Regions from separate parts of the Zea mays genome. Here all the other regions are linked to region 2. The links are chromatin contacts, called in public Hi-C maps. All regions are on one chromosome and are shown on one strand. Each heading gives the region's core, a stretch centred on a gene start, on an enhancer-like site or on the middle of the called end of the contact. The rest is flanking DNA. Distances are from core to core; before and after follow the strand shown. Region 1 holds the start of LOC103643317 (aminopeptidase M1-B). Region 2 holds the start of LOC103643314 (ABC transporter A family member 2). Region 3 holds the start of LOC100275547.

Region 1 (2,788 bases), core at 67-2,566, 170 kb before region 2:
CCAATCAGGCTGTTAGTAGAATCATGATCAGATGTCAGATCAAGACTGTGACACTAAAAAAACAACTCGGCCGGGGAAAGACCGCTTCCATGGTATTTCACTAAGAAGAGCTCAATCGGAGCCCGGCCAAGAAAAACTATAAAAGATGGCTCCCTCATACATGGGGATGCTGCCTCCTATGATTTGGGCCTTAACCCGCGCTTTGAGGCTAACCCACACAACCAGTCCCTTACACGAGGGCCCGCCCACCATAGGTCGGTTCACCATAGTCCCTTACACAAGGGAACCAGCGAGTGATTTTTTTAACCTCAGTTTTCGCTCCCACTGGGAGTTAAACCTAGGACATGAGAAGTATTACTCAGACCACCTAACCAACTCAGCTAGAGGCCCTTTTGCAAGACTGTGACACTACAGATTCTAAGATATCTGTCACCGCTGTGTAACTACCTCACACTTTTCACGTAATATGCATGGCAACAAGAATGTATCCAGATGTCCCTGGTGTACACAATTGGCCTGCTAGTGAGGCAACTGTAAATACTGTATTGGTTGGTCCCAAACACGAATTTGTCGCCACTGAAACTAACAGCCTAGAGTACATACCTAACAACTAGGAATAATTGGAGTATGGCATGCACAACAAACTAGTACAGTAAGAGGAAGCGTACCTCCTGTAAAATCCCCTCATCTGATCGTTGAGCGTGCCGGTGAAGTCCATGGTGAGCACGCCCTCTCCGAAGGGCAGCTCCCGGTCGAAGCTGATGACCATGATCTCATCCTCATCGAACTGAGCCACATCTGTCGGCGCCAAATCCTGCAATAACACAAAAAAAATATAGTCAGTAAGATGAGAAGGGCCTCGATCGAAAGATGGGGGCCGCGAATGCACACCTGGAAACGGATGGAGGCGCGATCGACATCCAGCTCGGCAGCGTTGAGGACGAGGAAGCGGGTGGGCGCGGACACGACAACGGCGATGGCCGCGGCGCCCGTGAAGGTGCACGCGGCGAGGTCCGGGCGGAGGCGGAGGTCGTAGCGGAGCGGGGCCGCGAAGTGCGGGAGGCGCGCATGCCCCCGGAATTGGTCCGGCGAGGCCGCCATTGCAGCTGGCGCGGAGGGAGGGCGACCTCGAGGTCGCGGTCGCGGATGCGGAGGAGCGGCGGCGTGCGGCGGTGGAGGTGGACTTGTGTGACGAGGAAAGTGCGGAAACGGCGACGGTAGGGAGCAGACCAACTGTGACTCGATTTGTTACCGGAATGGACACAGCTTGGGTTAGCTTCCTCGACACGCTTTGTCGGCCTGTTTCTTCTTGGGTTAGGGAACAGTTATCGGATAGTTAAGATAAATTTAATATTTTACTAGTTCGGTTGTCCGTCGACCACTCACAATAATATCTATGTAAATTATTAACAAAAAGATCTAAAAAAATTATTGATTATCTCTACTCTCTTATAATATTTTTTTGAATGCACGGGTACCATAGGCAGCAAATTAGGGACCACATCTCTCGCCTCCCCCACTTCCAAGATTTCGTAGAGCAAGAAGTGAAGGAAAGAGGTGGGCGTACCCGTTCGTTGCTGGAGAAGGACACGACGAAGACCTGAGCATCTGGAGGCGACATAGATAGTATACTGCTAGATACATATAGAGAGAGCACACAGGCGGAGAAAGAAGCCCAGCCGGAGCAGCTCCAAACCGAGAGGCACCCGCACTAGGCGTCAGTCCGAGAAGGGTGAGTGCCTTTCCAGTCCTGGACCCGTCGAGACGATACAACACCACCACCAACTCTGTAGCATATGTCGATTGTTGTTGCACTACGGCCCCTGGTTGTCCAATATCTCAAACATAAACTCCTCATCGCCAAGATAACATAAACATGGCAGCAACATCGTGTCCTCCTCGGTGGCACGCATGGAGAAAGGTCAGGAGCAAGACCGACTTGCCCCGTACCCGCGTCGACGAGCGTCGGTCGTATCGCGGCTGCGACTGTGGGCGGGGGCAGCAGATTGGGGAGGAAGAACAGGGCGAAGGCCGAAAAAACGAACGGGACATCCAACGATGGCAAAAACGATGGTGCGCGCATGATGTGAAACGTTCTCGTGTACGTGCAATAGCCACTGCGCGGATCGGCGTTGGGATTGCTGTTGGACGAATATGGGGAGGAAGTGCCCGCTCCCACGTCCTCTGCCGAGAATGGGGTGGCGCTGAGGCGGAGGCATGAGGGGAGAAAAGAAAAAACAGGATGTGGAACAAGGTGGCGACAACTTAGACGAGGGTCATCATTATCGTGCGGATGTATAGATGGCTAAATGGGTTGTGTCTGGCGAGTCGGCCCCAGGCACGGACCATTTATAGTGTCTAGACCAGCCCAGCACGAGCGCCGTGCGGTGCTTGGGTCATAGCCTCGACCCGTAGTGCTGGTCTGGCCCGACACGATTATTTTTTTATTTTACAAAAAAATCGTGTATATATATGTACTATTTATATTCAATATTGAAAACACTTAAGCATGATATTCTACTGGTTAGATGGCTTCACTCAGTGTCTTTCGTCCTTCTTCCATCAGGGTGTGGCTTCAAACCTCACCTCCTACACTGTTTTTTAACATTATTTTACGCTGATTTAACCAAATGGCCTGACAGACTAACGGGCTGACCCGGCATGGTCAACAGGTTGGTGTGCCGTGCCTGGGCTAGAGCTGCAGCCCCCCGACATAGTCAACAGGCCGCTGTGCCGTGCCTAGGCCAGAGCTGCAGCCCGCGGGCGCCGCGGGCCTAGCAGGCTCGTG
Region 2 (2,700 bases), core at 5-2,504:
GCTGTGGTCTAGGCTACACTGGACGGTCCGGTGGTGCACCGGACCAAGTCCGTGCAACCCAGCCATACGTATCGGTCTCGGTATTTTTCTTTAGAAATCACCGGACCGCTAACAGTACTCGGTCTGTTGTGCACCAGACCGCTTCTCCAATGGCTCTCTCCAATGGGGTTCTGGCGCCAACACCTAGCTGACGTCACCCGACGGTCCGATGGCACACCGGACCGGTTTGGTGCCACCCAACTAAGGAAAGGAGCTAATCAGAAGATATGTTGACCGTTACTGTGGATGGTCCAGTGCACCCGCATATAGGGAAGTTTTACAACTTCAATTTGGAAGGGGTAATGGCTCTTAGCCCCTTGGGGCTATAAAAGGACCCATAGGCGCCTCCAAGCAGTACTCAAGCATCTCAAGAGTATACCAACACTCTGAAACTCTGTGACCACGCCCTCAAGTGTTTTTAGTGAGATCTGAACGCTAATTTTGTGCTATTTTTGTGAACTCTTGTTCTTGCGCTCTTGTCTTCGTGTTTCTGGTGCGTGTTGTTGTGATTTGCTCTTATGTGCATATTCTATCTCCCTCGGTTACTTTAAGGTGTGACTTTAATTTTTGTAAGACTGTGAAAGACTCCAAGTTGTGGAGATTGTCCACAAACAAGAATACTTGATATAAGGAAGAACCGTGGCACACAAGTTTGATCTATTTGATCACTTGAGAGGGGTTGATTGCAACCCTTGTTCAAAGGAGGACACCACAACCTGGAGACTTTGACTAAACCACACGATAAAAATCGATGTGTCACTTGTCTCATTTACTTTATGGTATAGAATGTAAAACACAAACAGACATGTGATGTATGCAAAGGTGGGTTCAAAGCTAACAACCATGATTTAAATCTTTATTTGTGTATACTTTTAATATTTTTATTATTTAAATATGGGTGGTCACAAGGACCATGGGAACCCAGAAAATTGATGCGTTTAATACAGTAGAAAAGGAAGAATGACAAGATATAACGGTGGAAACCGTGGTGCTGCGCTGCAGCAGCCACCCAACACAGGATTTCTGCAGCTGTGGCCTGTGGGTGCAGACAGCCACAAAGTCTGATGAGCTGCAGTTACAAGTATTGAAAAATATTAAAAATGGAAGGAGAAGGAAGCTGCTCTCTGAACCGGCTGCAAGAACGATGTGCTGCAGCCTGCAGGCAGACACGAGGGCCCCACTAAACCGCGTCTTCCTCCTGACTGTCTGTTTTCAAACGCATCCCTTATAAATACTCAAACCTCATATTCCTCCCGTAAGCTCCACGACCGGAGAGAGAGAGAGCGCGCGCTATCCAAGCCAAGAAACTCCCCCCGTAGTCCGCGGCCCGGGCTCACGACCGATCCGGTCCGGGCCCGATGGAGCTCCTGAGCGGCGGCGCGCTGGCGTGGCAGCAGTACCGCGCGCTGCTCCGCAAGAACGCCACGCTCACCTGGCGCAACCGCCGCTCGGCGGCGCTGCAGCTCTTCTCCTCGCTCGTATTCATCTTCCTCATCTTCTGCATCGACCGCGCCGTCCGCTCCAGGTTCTCCAGTACCACCGCCTACCGCAACGTGCCCGACCCGGAGGCGCTCGTCGCGCCGCCGATCCCGCCCTGCGAGGACAAGTTCTTCATCAAGTCCCCATGCTACGACTTCCTCTGGAGCGACGGCGGGAGCGCCCGCATCAGGGGCCTCGTCGACGCCATCCGGAGGAACAACCCCGGCCGACCCATAGCACCCGAAAAGGTCCCGATTCCTTCCGATCCCCCATCAGTTGTGGGTCTGGGTTGGGCGAGATTGGATTTTATTAATAATAAGTGCATCCTTGTGGGGGAATTTTTGTTTGTGTGCGATGTTCGCCTGCGGAGTTGGTTTACCTGTCTCGCGTGGGGATTTTGGATTTTCTCTCTTTTTATTTTTTGAGATCAAGAATCTGGATTCTGGGTGGGGAATGGTCGGATTTAAGCTCATGAGAATTTTTTTTCTCGACGAGAAAGAAAACCGCGCGATAATTTCCTGTTTGACATACGGAATTGGTTGCTGGGACGGTGGAAGCTAAGCTATACATCGGCATGAGCCTCTTGGTTTTGGAATTGTAAAATAAATTTAATTCAACTTAAATGTATTAAGGGGGCAGCTCTTCTCTTAGCGAGAATCACTTCTAGAAAACTCCATAGTGCACTAGTATTCATTTTGTACTAAGGTGGGAGCTAAAAAAAACCCTGCTTTCCTCTACTCCTAACATCTCTAACCCCTCAGGAATCAGTTCACTCATAATTTGCTAAATAATTTTCGTCAAATATATTCACTTCTACTTGAAAATCATTTAGAATCACTCTATTGAATAATTAACTCTCAAAGCTAGAGAATCATGGAGCAGAGCTCTGCCAAACGAGGCCTAAATCTTGTCCACTGTCACGAGTTGTTTTACCTCATTTTAACTTTATAAACATTTTGGAGCTTAGTGGCTTGGACAGCTTCATGGTTAACTTGAATCATCATAAGGCTTGATGCTCACAATTTTAGTATGTGATGATTTGGTTCCATCTTACTTTTTTTATGCTAGCCGTGGGCACTCCCTTCAGAATTTAGGTGGTAGAATCCGCCGGTTTTCCAAATGGAAGGTTAAAAAAGATGCCTATTTTGTTGCATATTACGTGAGCTCGGAAACTCCTAGGTC
Region 3 (2,700 bases), core at 199-2,698, 160 kb after region 2:
CGAGGTTCCAAATTCGTATTCGCTTAATCGATAAATTTTAATTAGGCACAAGACTCAATAATTCAGAAGATTAACTAAAGTCTGAATTTCGCGAAATTTTTTGGGTAGTATAGATTCATGGACAAAAATGATTAGAACTTAGCGACCTTTATATTCATTGATATCCTGTGCTTAAATTCATACTCGTTGTCGGACGAGAAATAAACACCTGGGGTGTTACAGGTGCAGTCCATGCGCTTCCACATGGTGTCGTTGGAGTGATCGTTGTCGGAAAGCACATGGTCAACGAGCGCATAGCGCTCAAGAGTGTTGAGGAAGAGACCACGCCATCGGTTGTAGTGGGTCGACGTGAAGTCGAGGACGATGGGGACGAGAGACTTGGCGTTGAGGATCGCCGCGACTTGAGCATGAAGTGCGGCAGTAGCCACGGCAACCTCACCGGCGACGACTAGCGCATGGGCATCGGCGTTACGTCTTTCCTGCTCCAAGCGTGCAGCCTCCCGGCGCTCGGCCTCAACGCGCGTAGCCTCTAGGTGTGCAGCTTCTTGGCGAGCAGCCTCACGATGTTCTTCAGCAGTAAAGGCAGCAACACGCTGCTCCAAGGCACGACGAGCGGCGACAACAACATCATCGTCGGCCATGGCAACGAGGTGGCGAGGTAGCGTGGCTAGAAAATGTGGAAGTTGGTTCGGAACGAACCCTCTGGTACCATGAAAGATTAATAATCCATATGTATTCTGAGAACCAGCCAACTAATCCATATGTATTATAAGAACCAGCCAACGTAGATTTGGCACAGCTTATTTTCAAGTTCTTCGTAGATTTAAGCAGAAGTTGTGCTAAACAAGCAGCTTCTCCAGCAACTTATTAGTTTAGCTGCTTCTCATAATGAACTAAAAGCAGCCAACAAGCAGAAGTTGTTTTTCACCAGCTTCTCAGATAAGCTGCTTTTCTGTGCCCAAATATAGGCAGGCTAGACTATATTTAGATTAAGTGGGCTTGCATGCCACTATTGCTGCATACGTAGATTGATCCTTTTTTTTGGTGTAAGGCTTGCATGCCACTAATCCTGGGTGCGTGCATGTCCATGGTTAGATTATCCTAATCAGACAATCATCTCCCCGATATACCGGAAACTGTTTCTATAAATCAGTTGTCTACTGAAGGAGTCTAGTCTGCCTGTATCTACGTTGGCTGGTTCTCTGAATACATATGAATTATTAATCTATCAAAAAGATATATAGCTGAAGATTGTCTCAAGTATTAATCATCTTATCGTTGTTAATTTTCAACCGGTAATATAATTGTTAGACAAGGACCAAACAGGGTCTTATTCACGTCGTATATGATATAACAGTGTTTATAACGCAGTAAAATCGGTGCACTACACTACTGATTTATAGACTGCCACGCTGCCGAGCGGAAACGTTTCCTAGGCGTTCAAGAGGTCGTGGCCTCGCGCCAGCCAACCAAACAACCTCGGTGGGCCTACGTCTCGGTTATCTTCCTGGACGGAGAGACAGGGGATTAGGGGAAGGCCGAGGCGAGGCAGCATCCAGCAATCCGCCACGCTCGTCGCTCGCCCGGTCGCCCCCTCCACCCACTGCCGCTTCAACTCTCTCGCTCCCTGTCTTCTCCAAAACCCTAACCGCCGACGGCGATGCTCTCGACGGCTTCGGTGCCCTCCACCTCGTTCGCCGCCGCTTTCCTCTCCTCCCGCGCTCGCCGCCGGCGCCGCGCCCCCTGGCTGCGGTCCGTCGCCGCAGCCGCCACGTCCGGGGTGGGGGACGGAGAGGTGGAGAGGTTCGCTACCAGCAGCTCCATCACCGACTACCTCCGCTACCGCCGCCCCGAGCTTGGCTGTGCCGGAGGGGCAGGCGGAGGCGGGCTGCCAGGCGGGGAGCTGCAGACGGCGGTGGTGCGCTTCAAGAAGCGGTTCCCGTGGTCGCTTCTCCACCCCTTCCTCCACGTGAGTCTGCCGGCTCCTTGTGCGTGTGTCGCTCGCCTGCTTCCTTCGACACTCAAATCCGATGTGCTAGCGAGAATTGCACAAAAATGTTTGTATAAAAAAAATGCACAAAATGGATGTTAATCCCCGCCGTTTAATTGGTCCTCTCAACTTCCCTGCAGAATTAGTAGTCATAGTGAGGAATTTCCCGCGTTAATGTTATCCTTTAACAATAAATAGGGAGACTGGCTTAAATGCTGTTACCACTTCAATGCCTGGATTTTGTGGGCTTCGCATTAGCAACACTCTGATGCCCACTTCGCTCTGGAAGTTTTAGCACTTTCATAAGTTTTTTGATTGCCACTTAGCTGATAGAAGAACCCAATAGGTGCAAAACAGTGTTGAGTCAATGTCCTAGAACTTTCTAATGAAATTTCTCTAGCTTTTATTCAATTGTCAACTCCTGTTATGCTGCAGGTTGATTTGGTTTCTACAGTCCACATTGCAGACAAAGAGTATGTACGCGTTTCCTCTGTTTCATGTTAAAGTATTGTTTTCTCGCATTAAGTTTTGCTGTCATGTTGATGTGCATTCCCTGTGAATTATCATCATTCCCTTGTTCAAATGTCCTGCCATTCATGAATGTTTATAGCTACTATTACTATAGAGAATTAGCTGAGATCTTCAGTTTTTTTCTTCAGATACTTTGATAGACTGCAGCGAGAGCTTGAAGATTACGATTGTGTCCTGTA

What was found. Hi-C and Micro-C count contacts between places; a contact is called where the count stands out from the background.
Region 1: a contact with region 2 is called in a Hi-C map of ear, with 2.4 times the contacts expected there. The contact joins the promoter of LOC103643317 here to the promoter of LOC103643314 in region 2. A contact is called at or near these places in 5 of 25 Hi-C or Micro-C datasets (ear, endosperm, leaf and 1 more).
Region 3: a contact with region 2 is called in a Hi-C map of leaf mesophyll, with 3 times the contacts expected there. The contact joins the promoter of LOC100275547 here to the promoter of LOC103643314 in region 2. A contact is called at or near these places in 5 of 25 Hi-C or Micro-C datasets (ear, endosperm, leaf and 2 more).

What each region holds. Positions count from the first base shown.
Region 1 is chr1:221,916,911-221,919,698 of Zm-B73-REFERENCE-NAM-5.0, reverse strand. It overlaps LOC103643317 (aminopeptidase M1-B), which reads right to left and starts at 1,316. Exons shown (of 19, transcript XM_020546704.2): 1 at 892-1,316; 2 at 669-814. The coding sequence starts at 1,101.
Region 2 is chr1:221,747,062-221,749,761 of Zm-B73-REFERENCE-NAM-5.0, reverse strand. It overlaps LOC103643314 (ABC transporter A family member 2), which reads left to right and starts at 1,254. Exons shown (of 16, transcript XM_008666467.3): 1 at 1,254-1,766. The coding sequence starts at 1,398.
Region 3 is chr1:221,582,899-221,585,598 of Zm-B73-REFERENCE-NAM-5.0, reverse strand. LOC100275547 reads left to right here and starts at 1,448. Exons shown (of 5, transcript NM_001149603.2): 1 at 1,448-1,969; 2 at 2,426-2,463; 3 at 2,650-2,700. The coding sequence starts at 1,661.